3 separate regions of the Sus scrofa genome follow, and regions 1 and 2 are each linked to region 3. A link is a contact called in public Hi-C and promoter capture Hi-C data. All regions are on one chromosome and are shown on one strand. The core of a region is the stretch at or near the end of the contact, and the rest is flanking DNA. Distances in the headings are between cores, read along the strand shown.

The links. Promoter capture Hi-C pulls out the DNA fragments that hold promoters and counts their contacts. Hi-C and Micro-C count contacts between places; a contact is called where the count stands out from the background.
Region 1: a contact with region 3 is called in a promoter capture Hi-C map of liver, with 12 times the contacts expected there. The contact joins the promoter of LOC110255603 here to the enhancer-like site in region 3. A contact is called at or near these places in 2 of 5 promoter capture datasets (fetal liver and liver), 5 of 47 Hi-C or Micro-C datasets (embryonic fibroblasts, fibroblasts, liver and 1 more) and 2 of 2 datasets of contacts at active chromatin or transcription factors (alveolar macrophages and skeletal muscle).
Region 2: a contact with region 3 is called in a Hi-C map of liver, with 3 times the contacts expected there. The contact joins two enhancer-like sites. A contact is called at or near these places in 8 of 47 Hi-C or Micro-C datasets (embryonic fibroblasts, fibroblasts, heart right ventricle and 4 more) and 2 of 2 datasets of contacts at active chromatin or transcription factors (alveolar macrophages and skeletal muscle).

The regions. Positions count from the first base shown.
Region 1 is chr10:50,539,106-50,542,631 of Sscrofa11.1, reverse strand. LOC110255603 (basic salivary proline-rich protein 2-like) reads left to right here and starts at 1,651. Exons shown (of 2, transcript XM_021064283.1): 1 at 1,651-3,084; 2 at 3,261-3,526. The coding sequence starts at 1,651. The coding sequence ends at 2,766. ARHGAP21 (rho GTPase-activating protein 21) reads right to left here and starts at 1,050. Exons shown (of 26, transcript XM_021064916.1): 1 at 508-1,050. The coding sequence starts at 585.
Region 2 is chr10:50,619,188-50,622,979 of Sscrofa11.1, reverse strand. All of the region lies in intron 4 of ARHGAP21 (rho GTPase-activating protein 21), which reads right to left. Among named protein-coding and RNA genes, the nearest start is that of ARHGAP21, 80 kb to the right of the region's middle. Within about 2 kb of position 1,854, at least 1 of the 83 cell types and tissues checked has an H3K27ac peak or open chromatin away from gene starts, as enhancers often do. A contact at or near this core is called in liver, where this site is marked.
Region 3 is chr10:50,262,942-50,267,013 of Sscrofa11.1, reverse strand. The region is part of intron 3 of LOC102166141 (a long non-coding RNA gene); the gene reads right to left. It overlaps LOC102166227 (a long non-coding RNA gene), which reads left to right. Exons shown (of 4, transcript XR_002336361.1): 2 at 71-827; 3 at 965-1,159; 4 at 2,479-4,072. Among named protein-coding and RNA genes, the nearest start is that of THNSL1, 46 kb to the left of the region's middle. Within about 2 kb of position 1,548, at least 6 of the 83 cell types and tissues checked have an H3K27ac peak or open chromatin away from gene starts, as enhancers often do. A contact at or near this core is called in fetal liver and liver, where this site is marked.

The DNA.
Region 1 (3,526 bases), core at 402-2,901, 280 kb before region 3:
ACCCAAAGTAGAAATCCACAGCAACAGCAATCAGTCAAGCCGTGTCTCAGTATCAAAGAGGAGGTGGTCCAGGAGCCACCAGCCTTCCAGCCCCCGAGCAAACCCTGGCTACACCTACGAAATGTACAAAGCCACTCCCTAACCAGCCCAGCTCCAAAAATACTGGAGGATGGGGACTCGGAAAACCGAAGCTTGCAGCATTCCCAACCACCTAAAAAGAGAGAATTCCATGCTCTGAGATGACCAAGATGGAGGCATTTCAAAGTAAGAAAGGAAAAATATCCTTGGGGGGGAGAAGGGGGGAGCGGGGATCACTGGAAGTTCCTAGAAACAAAAACGGGCAACGTTTCACTTCTCTACTGGTCAAGCTGGGGTCCTCCCACCATCCAGCCCAAAGCCCCAAAAGCCTCTTCCTAGGCTGTGTGGCAGCTGACCCCCGCCACCGGCAGGACACCTCACAGACACAGGCCACCACAGACGGGCAGGGATCCTGCCTCAAGCGCTTACCTCACAGGTGGGGGACCCGCAGGCCTTGAGCTTGTCACCATCTCCCTCCGGCAGACCAGTCCGACGTGTGGCCATCATTTCATTTCAAATCACAAAGAAGGGGCCAACCCTTGGGAGTCCACATTGGGGGCGAAATGCCACCACACACCCAAAAGGTAAGAATTCCACACCAGGCTCCGCAGAAGGTGCAGGGCTAAGTGAGACAAATAATGGGCCGGGGGATGAAGGTTTTGATGAAGCCCCTCCGCAATGCCCTGAAGATGATTTCTTCGGACTTCAAACGATTTCCCCGTCTTCGTCCATTTCTCGAGACGGAAAAAACAAAGACGACAGGTCTCCTCCTCAGCAGCTAGTGAGGCCAGCTGCAGAAAGCGGTCCCCTTCGTCCTAGCGCTTCTCCCGACTCCAAGAGCAATCTGAGTGCGCCGCGAAGCCTCTGCCCAAGAGATCTTTCCTAGAGGAGGGAAAAGTTAAAGGGCATGAACTTTCTCCAGACGCTGACCTTAGACTCGCCCACGTCTAGCCCAAGTTCGCCTTTCCAACACTCGGAAAAATAATGCGGTCCACGCTGATGAACCTCCGTATAAAAGAATCTATCCATACAACAACAACGACAAAAAAAAAAAGAAAAAGAAAAAAATCTATAAATCATGAAAAAAATGAGTAACATCAGAGCTGCACGGTGGTTGCGTCAAACATGCCTGGCTGTTGTGAAGCCGTCAAAACATTCCCTTTTCAAGTGCATTTTAATGAGCATTATTTTCTGGGCAGAAGAGGCGTCTCTGTTCTTCCGCATCACCCAGCTGAGGAGACTTAAGGGAAGTTTGCTCCCCACGAGACTAAAATGGGATAATACTTTTTCAAAAACCCTCCTTGCTCCCCGCCGCCTCCCCAGCTGGCCCAAATAAAAACAAAAAGCCAGGATCGGACTTAGCCAGCGCCTCGGCCGGCGTCTCGAGGCGGCCTGGGGGACCCGGGGCGCCCGCCCTCCGCCCCAGCCGGCCGGTGTCCCCGAGGAGGCGGCTGTTTTCCTTGGCCCGCGGCGAGGCTGGGCGGAGACGGCGCGGGGCCGGGAGGGGAGGCGTGCGCGGCTGCGGCGGCGGGAGGGACTCCCTCTCCCGAGCATTATTCCGGAGCTATAGAAATGAAGCCGCAGCCCCAGCAACTTTCATTTAGTTGCCGCGTCCCAATCAACGCCCCGACACGATATTCCCCTTTTTCCGTGTCCACCTTGGGGGGGGGGGGGGGAAATAGGAAAAAGAAAACCACCACCCACCTACCACTATTTCCCCCGCCCCTTCCAGAGGCGGGTCGGGGATCTCGATCTCCCGGGAAGGGCGGCCCAAATTTGTACTTTCAAAAACGAGTGGGGGAACCCGAGGGAAAGGCCAAGAGCGAGGGGGCTCACCCGCCGCGCCCCGCCGGGCCCGGCTTCCGCGGGCGGCAGCGATTGGCGGCGGGGACGCGGGCCGGGCATGGGGCCCGGCCGGGACGCGCTAGGCCGCAGGCTCGGTTAATATTCATGAGCGGACGGGAGGCGCCCCTCCTCCACGGCCGGCCGGCGGGACCCCGGCGCCCGCCGCCGGCCTTTGTGCCCTTCCCTCCTCCCGCCGTCCTCCCCCGCTCCGCACACGCGGGTGCGGCCCCTACGCCCACGCCGGGCGCCCGCCGCGGCTCCCTCCGGCCCCGCGCCAGCGCCGGGCGGGGTGGCCCGGGGTGGCGGGAAGGGAGGGAGCCCGCGGCGAGCCCGGCTCTCCCTTTCCACCCGCCCGGCGGCGCTGCGCCGGGTCGGCCGAAGCAGAAAATAAAGCAGACACGCACCGGAGAAAGCGCGGCGAGTAGATCCGCACCCGGCCGGCCGGTCCCCGGACGGCACGCCCGGCGCGCACCGGACCCAGCGGGAGGACGAGCGGGCGCTGCCCGCCGCCGTCGCGCTCCGAGGCCGCCGCCCCCGGCCGGCCGCTCCCAGGCACCGCCGCGACCTGCCCCGGCCGGCCCCGGGCTCTCGGCCGCCGCGGGAGGGCGTGGGGCGGGGCGGCGGCCGCCGGACTCTCCCCTCGCCTCGCCGGGCCGGGCCGGGGCCGCGCTCGGGCGCCCGCGATCACCAAGTGACAGAAGTGCCTCGCTCCGCTGCCGCGCCGAGCTGTTTCCCGGGGGCGGATTTCTCGCTTCTTCCTCCCTGGATCCACCTCCTCCCACTCCACCTCCTTCCCCTCCCCTCCCCAGGGGAGGCTCCGGGGCTGAATATTTTCTGTCTTGAATAATATGGTCCCGGGAACCAACGCTGGAGAAGGGGGATTAGCCTGGGGCGGGGTGAGGGGTGATCGCCAACCCCCTCCCAATGTGTGTCGGGACCTACAAGCCCTCGCCGCCCCCAACACCTCCCCCAAAGCCAGACACACAAAACCCTCCCCGCCTTCGCCAATCTCTCGAGCTCAGAGCGGGAGCGGCCAGGAACCCGGGCTTCTGCTGCGGAAGGCTCGGTGCTCCGCGTCAGGGCCCGGGAGGGGGACCTTCATACAGCCAGATACCCAGAATTGGGGGATCCCAGGTCCCAGACGGCGGGGGACACGTCTGGGTGAGTTTTTGCCCCTTTCTGCAGCGGGAGAAGAGAGAAGCTGCGGTGCGATGTGGGACTTGAAGATAAGGGAGTGTCCTTTCACGCCCAACTGTAAATTAGCTTCTTGTTTGCGGGGAAAGGGGTTCGCAGCGAAGCGGTGTTCATTCAATCTCTTGCCCTTTTTACATATTCAGGGCAGTTGAACAATTCCGCGCGGCTAGCAGAACTGAGGAGAGAGGTGGCGGCGCGTCTCTACACCGCAGGTCGCCGCGGCGCGGATCGGGAGTACAACCGCCGCCCCTCCTCTCCTGATTGCGGGGCTGCGCCCGGGACCCCGGCGGTTCACCCCGCCCCGCCGCCCCTCACAACATCTCCCGCTGCAAATGGCCCAATCAGAAAACGTGACGAGAGGACGCCAGCCAATCAGAGGCTGCTGACTCAGGCTTCCCTCCACCCTTTG
Region 2 (3,792 bases), core at 605-3,104, 360 kb before region 3:
GATAAGCAAAACCAGAAGTCTGCTCCTGAACTGTGGTAATTCATCAGGAAAAAGCATTCCTTACTTTCCTGTAGGACATTTGGCAGAGCCAGATAACTTCCCTGGTAATTCTTAGTAATAAAACCTCTTTCAATTCTATTTTAGAATTGCTCATTTTTGTGAGAATACATAGGACATGTTCAGAGAACTGCTAAATACCTTATTCAAGGGTCATTTCCTTGACTTTATCAAAGGGAAATGTGACTTTTTAGCACACACATAATTAAATATTTCTGTATTTAAGAAGGGGAAATAAAAAGAACGACCTTACATGAGTGAGAATGGCTAAAACGACAAGGTACCAAAAAGTCCCACTTTATGCTATTTAATATACAATTAGTCAAGACTGAAGAAGGTATAAAAAGTATTTATGAATTTACTTGAAGCTCAATGTCGCACTTTGTTTTTGGCCACATTTTCGGAATATTTAAGTTCCTGGTCCAGGGATTGAATCTGTGCCGCGGCTGCAACCTATGCCAAAGCTGCAGCAACTCTGGATCCTTTTAACCCACTGCGCCAGGCCAGGGATTGAATCCAGGCCACAGCAGTGACCACACTGGATCCTTAGCCCTCTGTGCCACCAAGGAATCCTGAATGCCACACTTTGAAATTAGTAAGAATGCACACACCTTTACATTACAGTAAATATAATCAGGAAAAATGCTTTCAACTAAAAGTAATAACAACATATAGATGGCAGCTGCCATCCAGATACCGGAGGAACACCAGGTAGATGCAATTTTTATTCTCCATACACACTATGATGCAGTAGTTAACAGACTGAGCCCGATGACCAAATTACATGGTTTAAAATCCCAGCTCTACCATTTATTTTTCACGTAGGATTCCTGGATTTTGCAAAAATATGGTCTATCAGAAATTCAAATTTACTGGGGATCCTGTATTTTATCTGGCAACTCCACTGCCAAGGGATTTTAGGCAAATGATTTATTTGTGCCCAGTTAACTCATCCGGAAAGTGAGGATGATAATAATTTATTTTTGTTGTGAGGATTATAAGAGAGAATCCATTTAAATACTTCTACAATACCTAATGCTAGCAGGTATTTAATGAATGTCACTACCATGCTAGTCTGATGCTAAAACTTAGGTTTATGTAGAGATCAGGGTTGAATGAGGCCAGGGGACACGGAGCTTGTCACACTGCCAGGGCTTCATTCAATAAATACTGGCCCAGGAGTTCCCGTCATGGCGCAGTGGTTAACGAATCCGACTAGGAACCATGAGGTTGCGGGTTCGATCCCTGCCCTTGCTCAGTGGGTTAACGATCCAGTGTTGCCGTGAGCTGTGGTGTAGGTTGAAGACGCGGCTCGGATCCCGCATTGCTGTGGCTCTGGCGTAGGCTGGCAGCTACAGCTCCGATTGGACCCCTAGCCTGGGAACCTCCATATGCCGCAGGAGTGGCCCAAAGAAATAGCAAAAAGACAATAAATAAATAAATAAATAAATAAATAAATACTGGCCCAAAGAGAAACTATACCAACTTGACTATCATATTAGGAGGGAAGTTGAACAGTAGAAACCAAAGGTCAAAGAACACTGAAGAAAAAAAAAGTAGAAAAGTAAGAGAGGGAGGTCTCCAGTGGCTCAGTGGTTAAGGATCTGGCACTGTCTCGGCTGTGGCTCAGGTCACTGCTATGGCAGGTTCAATTCCTGGCTTGAGAATTTCTGCATGCTGCAGGCATGCCCCCGCCCCCAAAAAAAAGTTTTTTTAAAAAGCAAGAGAGACTGTACTTAAAAACTCCCAGTAACTCTGACACAAAGTACACATTTGTCTTCAAAGAGACCAGTGTCCAAAAGCCAGAGTGCTCCAATAACTCTCTTCTTTGGGGAATCCAAAACTCGAAATCACCTGCAATGTTTAAATTGTTTCAAAATTTGAAATGCTAAGTGTACAAAGCAAGCAGACAAAAGCAAATAGATTACTTTCAGAAGCAAAATAGTCTCAACTATAACCAGTTACCTAAAAAGACCTGTAAGGAAGGTACAGATAAAAACAAAAAGTAGAGATCAGAGAATCCTATCCTAGGGACCAAAGAAACATATATCTTAACAGAGTTAAAAAAAAATTAGGAGTTCCTGTTGTGGCTCAGCAGGTTAAGAACCTGACTAGTATCCATGATGATGTGGATTCAAATCCTGGCCTCTCTCAGTGGGTTAAGGATCCTGCACCATTGAAAGCTGTGGTGTAGGTCACGATGTAGTTCGGATCCAGGATTGCTGTGGCTGTGGTGTAGGCCAGCAGCTGCAGCTCCAATTCAGACCCCAGCCTGGGACTTCCATATGCTGCAGGTGCAGCCCTAGAAAGCAAATACATGTATATTTTAAACAAAGAAATACCACCTTATACTTTAGCCAAAAGCAAAGCTGAAGAAAATAATGGCTGTTACTGAGACTGAGTTTTTTGTTTGTTTGTTTTGGATTTTTTTTGGCCACGCACAAAGCATATGGAAGGAAGTTCCCAGGCCGGGGACTGACCCCTCACCTCAGCAGCAACTGAGCCACTGCAGAGACAATGCCAGATCCTTAACTGGCTGTGTGACAGCAGGAACTCTGAGATTTTTAAAAAGTTTTTCCTACTCTCTCTGAGTTATCATAGGTGCTATTGGACAGTTTTCTTAATGGAACCAAATCTTTTGTTTTTAATGACAGTATTTTTTAAGCATTCCTTTTTATTGATTTCTTTGTTGTAAAACAAAAACAAAAAACCCCCCTATCTCTACATTAGAAAAGGCTGTTGAGGAGTTCCTGTCATGGCTCAGCGGTTAGACCACCCGACTAGCATCCACGAGGACTGGGGTTCGATCCCTGGTCTCACTCAGTGGGTTAAGGAACCGGCGTTGCTTTGGCTGTGGTGGAGGCCAGCAGCTACAGCTCTGATTTGACCCCTAGCCTGGGAACCTCTGTATGCCATGGGAGTGGCCCTAAAAAGACAAAAAAACAAAACCAAAAAAAAACCACCAGGACATGGAGAACAATTTATTGAGCTTTGGGATTGAGGATCTAGTAAGGCAAAAAAACAGAGGGAGTAATAAACCCCAAATTTCAGGCTAACCGCTACCTCTGGGGAAAGAAAAAAGAAAAGGAGCTAGAAGGGCCTTGACCATTTCTAATCATTTACATCCTAGAAAGACAAGAGGAGGAAGGGGGGGGGTTTAAAATGTTAAGATGACAAAGACAGGTGGCAAGCATTTAGAAGCCACATTTTTCCCTTTGTCTTCTGTTTGCCTAAAAAATTTCATAGCTGTTCTTTCATAGTTGAAAATGGGCTTCTAATTTGGGGGAAGGGTTATATTGATGGCATATAAAACTAACTTCAGAGCCCAACAGAGACACACTGCCCAACATCAAAAATCCATATGTATCATAAGATAAATACATCCTACATGAGTATTAAGTAGAATCCAATTTAAGACAACTGTTCTGGCAGATTATTGAGTCCATTTTTCCCTTTGGTAAGGGAGAAGCACTAAGGAAAAAAAATGCATTCTAACTTTTAAAATCTAGGTGTTCCTAAATTTCCACTTAAAATGCACTCACTTCCAGAGTGATGGCTAGTACTTTAAAATCGTATCTCCCAAGCCTCCAATCTGTAGCTCCAACAATTCTGAGCTTCAAAATCCAAAGTTCCAATAATCTCTAGACAATGTCAGCAGAAAGTCACCTGTCAGTTCTCGATCACATTTCACCTACTACAAATAAATACATCCTTGATACTCAACCTCTTTTTCAA
Region 3 (4,072 bases), core at 299-2,798:
CCAGGGCTGCCAGGCATACAAAGGTCTTTTTTCCTCTCAGGGTGTCTAAAATGCTGTTTTCTTCCCTCAGGGAAAACACCCTCGCTGCACACTGGTTCCTCCATCAGCCTCCAAAGGAGCCTGTGATAACCGCATTGAGGCACTATGACTTGGCTCTTACGTGGGACCCTGAAGCAACCACAGCACAGCAATTCTTTGAGCTGAAGAAATGAATACATAAAATAAAAAGGCACTTTCCAAAGGGACCAATCTTACAATCTGAAAGAAAAGCTTCTCTGATAAACGGGCACAATATTGGCTGTTGAGGGAAAGTATCTGTTTGGGGAAACTGCCAAAAGGATTAGGCATTCAGTTTCCGCCAGTTAATCATTTACAATTATGAGTCCAGGCAGATCAATAAGATCCACCACAAAGAGATAAGAAAGTTGGAGAGCAACAGAGGAACCATTTACAAGTGCAAAGTCTAGAGATGAGTCCACGTGGCCAATGCAATGGCTCTCATGGTTCCGCTGTCCCCACTGGGGGCCATGGCTTGAAGGCAGGGTGAGGACAACAGGGAATGGGATTTCGGATTCATCACTGGAGGGCGCCAAGTTCTTACCAAGTAGCTGGGCTTTCAGGCGCTTTGGGCGGAACTCTTTGTCTTCTACAACTTTCTATGTTTTTTTGCTCATTACTTATAATCTTGGATTGATCTTTTTAGCTTCACAAATCTTTCCATTGGTAAAGCCATTATTTAGTCTGCATATTTTCGTCACCTACCTTCCCTTCCCCATTCACTTTCAGACCCTGACAACCTTTTCTCATTCCATGGAGCCCTTCTCCAGGTAAGATACTGTTCAAGCAGCTGGCACACTTGTTGTTGAGATTCGCATAGTTCACTAGATAAATCCCAGGTACTCCTTCACCTGTTTACTGATGGTCCTAATCAGCCATTCTCGTTTTCTTGCCTCTTTCTCTCCAGATCATTTTCCTTCAAGACACTGCCTCTCTGGATTGCCTGTTAGCCTAGCAAAAATCTTGGAAGGAAATTAGCTCAAAGAAGGACTTCCTGTATCTATCTGGAAGAGATACCTCTAAGCTTTCTTTCAAATAGTAATAAATGCTTGAAATGCGCCCTCATCCAGGTAGAAATTTCCTGCTGACATCACTTTACCAGGTAATGTTCCTTTTCTTCCCTGCTAAACATATTCACTTCATGGTACACAATACAAATGTCTTTCTATATATCAAACACGCCCCATCACAGACACCTGTAAATGACCAAATGAGTTCTGTGAAGGACAGAAAGCCATTTAGAGCTTATTAAACATTATTTGGGCCATTTACAATCAATGCGAATTGAGCTGAGCAGAGTCAAAATAAAACTTGAAATGGTAACTAATTTTTCCGGTTCTCTTTACCTTGCAGAACCATCAAAACAAAGATCTCAAAGTCCATGTATTAATCTGTCTCTAATTGAAGGCCTTGTTTTCTCTAGGCAAGATCTTCAATAATGTCATTCTTTTTTCCTGACTTCTGACCCAGGAGAACAGTGATTGGCTGGGCCCAGCACTGCCCTCCTCCCAGGGAGGCAGGTGGAATGAGGCCTTAATGTCCTACTACCACCGTGGTGGTAGGAAAAAGATTGTTTCTCAATTTTTCCTTCTCATCCCCCGACTCTCTCCCCACCCCTCCCTGCATGCCTGCCCCTGCCTTCTCCTGCCAACCATTTCTTGCTCTTGGTTAACTGTTTAAACCTCCCCCCCTTTTTGGGATAATTACAAAAGGCAAACTATCACTTTTCTTGGGAATAGTGATAGATACAAATAAACTGTGATTATAAAATTAATACATATTCACGTTAACAGGATTTTTTTTTTTGAAAATACAAGAAATTAGATGAAATATAAGTTCCTCTGTAACTCTACCTTTCAGAGATACGGATCTCAGAATTTTGATGCCTCTGCTTTTTTTTTTTTTTAAATTAAAAAATTGAGATAATGTAGCTCCTGCTGTGGCTCAGTGGGTTAAGAACCTGACCCAGTATTTGTGAGGATGCCTGGCCTCGCTTAGTGGGTTAAGGATCTGGTATTGCCATGGCAGTTGTGACTCCGATTCGACCCTTAGCCCAGGAACTTCCATATGCTGTAGGTGTGGCCATAAAAAGAAAAAAAAAATTGAGATCACTTTTTAATATCAGATCTCCACTTAACACTATTTGGCAATCATTTCTTATGTCATTAAAATTATTACTGGAGTTCCCACTGTGCAACAGGATTGGCAGTGTCTCTGCAGCGCCAGGATGCAGGTTTGGTCCTTGGTCTGGCACGGTGGATTGAAGAATCCAGCGTTGCCATAGCTGCAGTATAGATTGCAGCTGTGGCTTGGATCTGATTCCTGGCCCGGGAAGTCCATATGCCTTGAGGCAGCCAAAAATAAAAATAAAATAATTATTAAAGCATGGTTTAATTTTTTTTTTTTTTTTTTTTCCTGCAGCTATAGCAAGAGGAAGAGTTCCTGAGCCAGGAATCACCTGTGCCACAGCAGTGACAATGCTGGGATCCTTAACCCACTGAGCCACCTGGGGCCTCCTAAAGCATGATTTTAAAGTTGTCATCATATCACATCCTGTGGCTTCATCATTGTTCATTCTTCTATTCCCTCGGTATGGGGCAACTAGTCTCCTTATGATTTTGCTACTGTAAATAATACTATAACATACTTTCCCCTCATACATCTGTGGCGTTTTAATAGGGGACATTTGAAGACTCCCAAGAAATGTCTCTTTAACACAAAACTGCAGAAATCGGTTACAGGAGGAGTTATAATTTTGAAGGAAAAAGACTTTTGCTTCACTTGCCTGCTAAAAAGGTGAACTACCTTTGTGTGTGGCTGAGGTCAGAGATGGATGAAGCAACTGCTAGGTGATCACCGAGGTAGGAGGAAAGAGGGGTGAGAAAGCTGACCAGTCTTCAACTAGTAAATGGAGATCACAGGCTTCCTATCTTCCACTTTCCACCTATCATTCCAAAACGGAAGTAAGGCTGGCCCCTCGTGTGTGTTCATGTCCACTCTTCCCATTGTCTGACTTGAGACACACACTGTATAAACCCTCGATGACAGGCTGCTAAAGGAAGAGCTAAACCCATGAATTAAGAGTTCCTCAAAGAGAGGTGTGGCTGAGGCAGAAGTGACAGCTTCATCCCCTCCCAGCTTCCATTGTTCCTGAGTACTCAGTAGATGTACTTAGTACTTAGTAGATGTACTTAGTACTTCAGATGACTGCTGTTGGGCAAGTTCTTCCCAGTAGAAATCTGCAGAAGGACCCTGCCTCCCCCTAGTGGATGTTAGCGCGAGGTGAACAGGCGGATTCTCCTGCAAGGTCCAGAAGCCAAGAATCGTGTCCTTACATGCCCTCCTGAGATAATGGAAGCTGTGTTTCTGGAGGAGACTCCTCCCACTCCATAGAAGCTCTTGTCTTTCGCCAGCCATCTGTGTCTACTGCTGCCACAAGACAAGACATCAGGGGATGTTTTCTCCTTCAGGGCACTATCCCAGGCTCTTTTCTTTTTTAAATTACTTCAGCAATCTACTGGTTGTGCTTCTTTTTCACCAGTGTTAGAAACTTCTGTCCAGATTCACTTTATGCTGTGTCATGAGGCGTTGCTAATACAAACAGAGGCCAGAAGAAAGCAGCTGGGAGCCCGAGAATATTCAGATAAATTATTGGAAAGTATCATAAAGTCACTTCCTTTTGCTTTCTTGTAAATGTGAAATTTTAGGAACATTCAGAAAAACAGAAGAGAATATTTACAAGAGTTACCAGCAAATCCTCTACTTAAGGCTACGTCCAAAGACTCTACGATATTATTTCCGGAGCTTAGCCAGGCCCCTCAGATAACCACGTTGCTATTTTCAGAATGAAGTGAGAAGCGTTCATAAATGAATTGTCTAAACCCTTTATTGATCTCTTGACGAGCTTATAAAGAAGTCTAGCTGTAGCCAGAGGAGGGGACTGGCTCCTGTAGAGAACTTCCTTCCTCCCTCCCTCCTTGCCTCCCACCTGCTTACCTACCTCCCACCTCCCTAC